Linked DNA regions of Mus musculus: region 2 is linked to region 1. The links are chromatin contacts, called in public capture Hi-C maps. All regions are on one chromosome and are shown on one strand. The core of a region is the stretch at or near the end of the contact, and the rest is flanking DNA. Distances in the headings are between cores, read along the strand shown. Region 1 has its middle 18 kb from the start of Gm39847. Region 2 overlaps Ola1 (Obg-like ATPase 1).

Region 1 (2,993 bases), core at 401-2,900:
TTCCTTCGAGACAGGGTTTCTCTGTGTAGCCCTGACTGTCCTGGAACTCACTCTGTAGATTAGGCTGGCCTAGAACTCAGAAATTCGCCTACCTCTGCCTCCCAAGTGCTGGGATTAAAGGCGTGCGCCACCACACCTGTAACAAGAGGATTCTTAACCTGTCTTTAACATATTTACTCACCAGACCATTATTGAGAAGCCTTGTGTGCTAGTTGGAAGAAATGTAAGAAGTTCAGAAGCAAATAGAGTCAGCTATTTTTAAGAAGCTCAGGATCTGGGGATCTGGGGTGGGGTGCCGTGGGGTAGTAGTGAGCTGTGTGTGCCCATCGCAGATGTCAGCTACACCCCTGCTTTCATGTCACAATTCCATCTGTGTTGATGTTCTGAGAACATCAACTTTGGCTGGGCCTGCAGTGGCTGGAGAGCCTGCTCAGTCGCTCGGCTGTTCCGTTGCTTGGTTTTAATAAGAGTGATCAATACCATCAGTTTTCCCTTTAAATGCTAATGATGGCTTTAACACAGCAGATGCAGACATACAGTGTAGTGCAGATTAAAATTAGGCTCGAAATTAAATCGCCTACACGTAGCAAAGGAGCCAGTTTGGACATCTTGATAAACAGCCACAGCCAGCTGACGCATCTTGAATTGTCTTGCGCCCATCCTCAGCCTGAATGGACATGGTGAGGCCATTAGTGAGAGGGCTTAGGGCCTGGGGGATGGGGGAGGGGGGAGGGGAGGTGACTGTGGGGCACATTTTGTGCACAGCTCTGTGCACCAATTCACCCTGCATCTCTTCTTTGTTATTCCTGTGACAGGCAGTAACGGAAGGTCTGCATTCAGAGTCCTGTGCTAAGTGTACAAACTCAAAATGGAAAATGAATCCAATTTCCTACAAGGCAAGGAGAGGCATCCTGGGAAAACCAGGCTGGCCATTCCCTAGAAGGGTCTCAGGATACCCAGAATTGGCTTCAGAACATAACTGGTGTCTCTTCTTGGAGTTGTGCTCAGGGACCGACTCTCATTGCAAGCTCACAAGAGATAGACAGACAATCTCAGAAAGGTAACTATTTTAACACTAGATCTATTTTTTTTGGTTTGGAGGTGCCTATTAATGACAATGAGTGTGCAACTGAAGAAGAATTTGAAGATCTGAAGGCTTGGTAGTCTGATTAATTAGCTGTCCCATTCATTAATAAATAAGTTGAGTACCACTTAAAAGCTATACTGGTGACCAAGATATAATAATATAATGTAATGTATTGTAATATAAGAAATATGACATGATATATTATATATAACATATATACTATATAATATAATAACCAAATGTAGTTCCTGCTCCATGCAGCTAATAGCTTGGCCAAGCAAGCAAGCAAGCAAGCAAGCAAATGTAGACAAACTTGGGGATAATTCCATTAGAGATAAACATGACTGAGCAGTCAAGTAGTTCTGTGCACAGGGCAGGACAGTGGCAGCTGGAGATCGTGGAATTCCCTACTGGGAGCAGCATTTTTAGCTCTGGGCTGAAGGTTGACTGTGGAAGCAGGTTGGGGGTGTACAAAGTTTCAGCAGACAAAAGGATGACTAATTTGCATGGCTCAATGGCCTGAGGAAGCTCGATACAGAAAAGGTTCACGAGTTTGGTCACATGATCATCACCACCACAGCTGTGTACTTTGCAGACCGAGTGGATACCCTTGTTACTTTGGGAGAGCCCTGCTGGTTAATCCTGTTGTTTATGTGAACTTGGGCAGAGGATAGCCCACGTGAAGGTTTTGCTCACTTTTTTTCTCTCAGCCAGAACTGAGAGAAACACAGCTGTTGGTAGGGAAGGAACTTCTCCAGTAGTAAGAGAAACACCAGTTATCAGCATCTAGTCTTCATTTTAATTGTGAATGAACTGTAAGGTCAGAGAAGTCTCCAGTTTTTATTGTGTTGACTTGGACAGACATGGCCACTGGTTAGGCAATAGGCAAGAGACTGCGAAAGAAGCCACTGGTATGAGCAATGAATGTTTGGAAACTCTCCGTTGATTTGGCCACTCCAGTCACCTCATAAGGCAGAAAAGGCAGGTAGATGGGAAGAGCTAGGCCCTGTCTTGTTCTCTCTTCTCCTCAGGCCAGACAGGCTTCAAGGTAGTTCTCCAAGTCAACAATGGCAAGCAATTGTTCAAAGGCTCTTGAAGTGCAGTCTCTGTTATCTCAGAATTAAGTCATGCTGCATCCTGGACAAGTTCATACAACTAGATCATGATGCCTCCTGATAGCAGCTTCTGGAACCAGAGCTACAGAGCATACCACACCTGTACTAACTTGTCAAGGAGGAAGGATTCGTTATAGAGATGGGTCCTGGAAAGCTTGTAACTATCTCAGGACTCTGCATTGCAAGAGCTGCAGTGGAGTCGGAGCGCCTTGAGCTACTCTAGGATGTTTTGACCTTGGTATGTTGAACTACTGGATATTTTGACCACTCTCAGAAGACCCCAGGATATTTTGATTCTGTATTTATAGATAAACAATTAGACCAGCTATATAAGTATTGAGAAGTGATTTTTGGCAATACAAACACAGAGTAAAATTTTTTTAGCTAATTAATTTTCTATGTATGTAACATTTACCATTTTTATATTAATCATGTATGTGTGTGTGTGTATGGTGCGTATGGTGTGTGTCTGTCTGACTGTGTGTATTTGAGTGACAGCAAAACATCCATATGTATAAAATAAAAATAAATAAATCTTAAAAAGAAAAAACCAACAAGGCCCAGTATGGTGGTTTGTATGTGTTTGGCTTAGAGAGTGGCACTATCCGGAGGTGTGGCCTTGTTGGAGTAGGTATGGCCTTGTTGAAGGAAGTATGTCACTGTGGGGGTGGGCTTTGAAACCCTCCCTCTAGCCATGTGACAGCCAGTCTTCTGTTTGACTTGCTGTAGAACTTTCAGCTCCTCCAACACCATCCCTGCTTGGATGCTGCCTTACTTCCTGCCATGATGAT
Region 2 (2,700 bases), core at 111-2,610, 700 kb before region 1:
GCTTGAGGCAAGATTGAGTTACTTTTAAATGAAGAGAACCTGAAATTCCTTCACTAGTGATCAGCACTCATTGAGGCCCTGTGGCTTTGTGAAAATGTTTATTGTCACAAAAGTATTTTATACTTTTTATATGATTAAAATTTAATTCCCTTTCTTATTTTGAATTGGCTTTCTTTTGTCTACTTTCTTTTTTTAATGAAAAGGATGAATGGAAGGAAGTATAAGATGGTACCTCTGTTTCCTTCTTTTGTATAATCTTGTTGCATGTCTCTACATAAGCTGTTCTGGCCACTCATCATAGTAACCAGCTGGGCCATTTCACCTGCTGGAGCCATTAAAGAGGACTCTCTCCCCCTAGATTAATCCCCTCCGACATTAGTTTTTTTGCACTGACAACTGCAGCAGGCATTCAGGATTTGCAGGTGGCCAGTGTGACGCACATAATTGCCTACAATTTTAGGCAATGAATAAAAATGGTCTACATTACTTGTCAAAGGTTGTATATGCAGTGCCAAGTGAGATCTATGGGAAGCCTTTTAGGGTTTAAAGAACAGTTAATAGCAAGGCTGCACAGGGCTTTTTTAATCATAATGCATTTGTAATATAGCACTTTGATCTTCTCCTTGTAGGAAATGGTGTTACATTAGCCACTTTTAAACATTTATGAGTGAAATTCAGTTATAGAAGAGTAAAAGTGATTATTCTTAAGCAGAACATGTTCAATTTCATTAAAAGTTTTCGTCTTGCCCCTTCCTTGTTAAAATCCATGGGAAGTCCTTTCCCTGGGGGACTTCAAATCAGGATCGAAGGATATAGGGCCTTTTCTTTATTTTTCTTGTTGGTAACAGTAAGATTTGCAAAGAAGGTATACTAAATATAGAGATAATTTATACAAATGGACATTTACAACACAATAACTGGTCATAGTAATATAAAAATACTCTCAGGAAATCTATTACTAATAATTGTGTTGCAACAAATTTTAAGAAATGAATATTTAAAGCAGGTCCATAAATTATCTTTACAAAAACAAAACAAAAAAATGTCCTCAAAACAGAAGGCCCAGATGATTCTCAAATATGCCTCTTGTGGAAGAGCCCGGTTTGACCTTTCAGCCCCGAGAGCCTTTTATTAACACCTGCCAGGCTGTAAGGAGCCCTGGCCACACGCAGCTCTTAGACTCGGGCCCACAGAACTGATGAGGAAAGGCTGGAAGGGCTCAGTTTGTGTCACTTGCTGTTTGGCGTTTCCATTTCACAGATGATTAATCTTTCTGTGAAGAAAGGCCAGAGAAACAAAGCCCGCCAGCCTCTTCCCGCAGTTCCTCCTTCTGAATGCACACTAGCTTGCTAACTAAAAGGCCTTTAGATTTCCAGCAGAGAGAGATGTTCTGAAAGTGAATGCAGCTGGTTGGAGGTCACCAGTGCAGGGCTCTTGCCATTGTGTAATGGAGGCTTTGGCAGGTTGGGGTGGGGGGAGCAGTGAAGAAGTGACAGGGAGAAGGGGTTGGCAAAAAAATTAATTCAGAAGAAAAAAGGTTTGGGTCAGTTCATTTAATATTTTGTAGTAAATAGTCAGTCATAGGTTCAATTAGTTATTTTGTTTATATTTTTAAGGAAAAGCTGTACTTTAGTCTCTCTTTAGGATACGCCCCATTTCATACTAGCATGTAACATCACTAGATAACATTGACTCTGAAATTTTATCTTTGATGTGATTGAGTTGTCTTGCAGTTTTTCATATTGTTATGTTAACTAATTTTGCTGACTTTGTACACTCAAAATTTAATGTTTCATCAGTATTTCATCAGTTTTCGTTTGAGATACAAAAAATGTATTTCTGTTCATTACAAGAGTTATCTTTATTTTGAGGACTTAAAACTTTTAGCTCTTAGTGTCCAACACTTACTGCTCATTTTGTATTTACTTTTTTCTTGATTGTGTGCAGGACATAATGTGCAAAGTCAAGTCTTGGGTTATAGATCAAAAGAAACCTGTTCGCTTCTATCATGACTGGAATGACAAAGAGGTACGTGTAAATACTGTGTCTGTTACTGCCTGAGCTCTGATTGCTTAGAGAGCAAATTGGGCTGCTCAGTATCTTATACTTAGTAATATATAGTTACTTTTATTTCTGTCAGCCGGTGTAAATTCCTAAGCTTTTTTTTCCCTTTTCCAATCTCCCACTTTAAATATTTCATAACATCTAACCCTTTATAAACAAAAGTATTATAAAAATGAAAATGTTTACTCAAAGAGTTTTCATGTTCAAATTATTCAATGTTTTACTCCGTATTTACTAAGCTTTTAAAAAGGGTTCTTTCTCTGTCTCCTACTCTAGATTGAAGTGTTGAATAAACACTTATTTTTGACTTCAAAACCAATGGTCTACTTGGTGAATCTTTCTGAAAAAGACTATATAAGAAAGAAAAACAAATGGTAAGTGTTTTTTCCCTGGATACTCCCACATACGTATCTCTGGATATACCCACATACGTATCACTAACATAAGCATATAGGTATGTGTGTATGTGTGAATAATGTGTTTGATTTTAATATCTTTTCCTCAGAAAATGTTAAAATTAGAAAGTTTTGTCTTGTGTTACATTTAAAAGGTAAGTCTCCTAAATGATTTACACTAAGAGAACATTACAAACTGAATTAAATTGGGAAATTTTGAATCATACATATTTGCTTATCA

Evidence for each region. Capture Hi-C pulls out chosen DNA fragments and counts their contacts.
Region 2: a contact with region 1 is called in a capture Hi-C map of embryonic stem cells, with 4 times the contacts expected there. The contact joins two enhancer-like sites. A contact is called at or near these places in 2 of 115 datasets of contacts at active chromatin or transcription factors (embryonic basal ganglia and embryonic stem cells) and 1 of 9 other capture datasets (embryonic stem cells).

Annotation. Positions count from the first base shown.
Region 1 is chr2:72,445,453-72,448,445 of GRCm38.p6, reverse strand. No RefSeq gene overlaps it. Among named protein-coding and RNA genes, the nearest start is that of Gm39847, 18 kb to the left of the region's middle. Within about 2 kb of position 1,650, at least 28 of the 459 cell types and tissues checked have an H3K27ac peak or open chromatin away from gene starts, as enhancers often do. A contact at or near this core is called in embryonic stem cells, where this site is marked.
Region 2 is chr2:73,141,636-73,144,335 of GRCm38.p6, reverse strand. Ola1 (Obg-like ATPase 1) reads left to right here. Exons shown (of 11, transcript NM_025942.2): 6 at 1,948-2,028; 7 at 2,341-2,438. Among named protein-coding and RNA genes, the nearest start is that of Ola1, 71 kb to the left of the region's middle. Within about 2 kb of position 1,360, at least 22 of the 459 cell types and tissues checked have an H3K27ac peak or open chromatin away from gene starts, as enhancers often do. A contact at or near this core is called in embryonic stem cells, where this site is marked.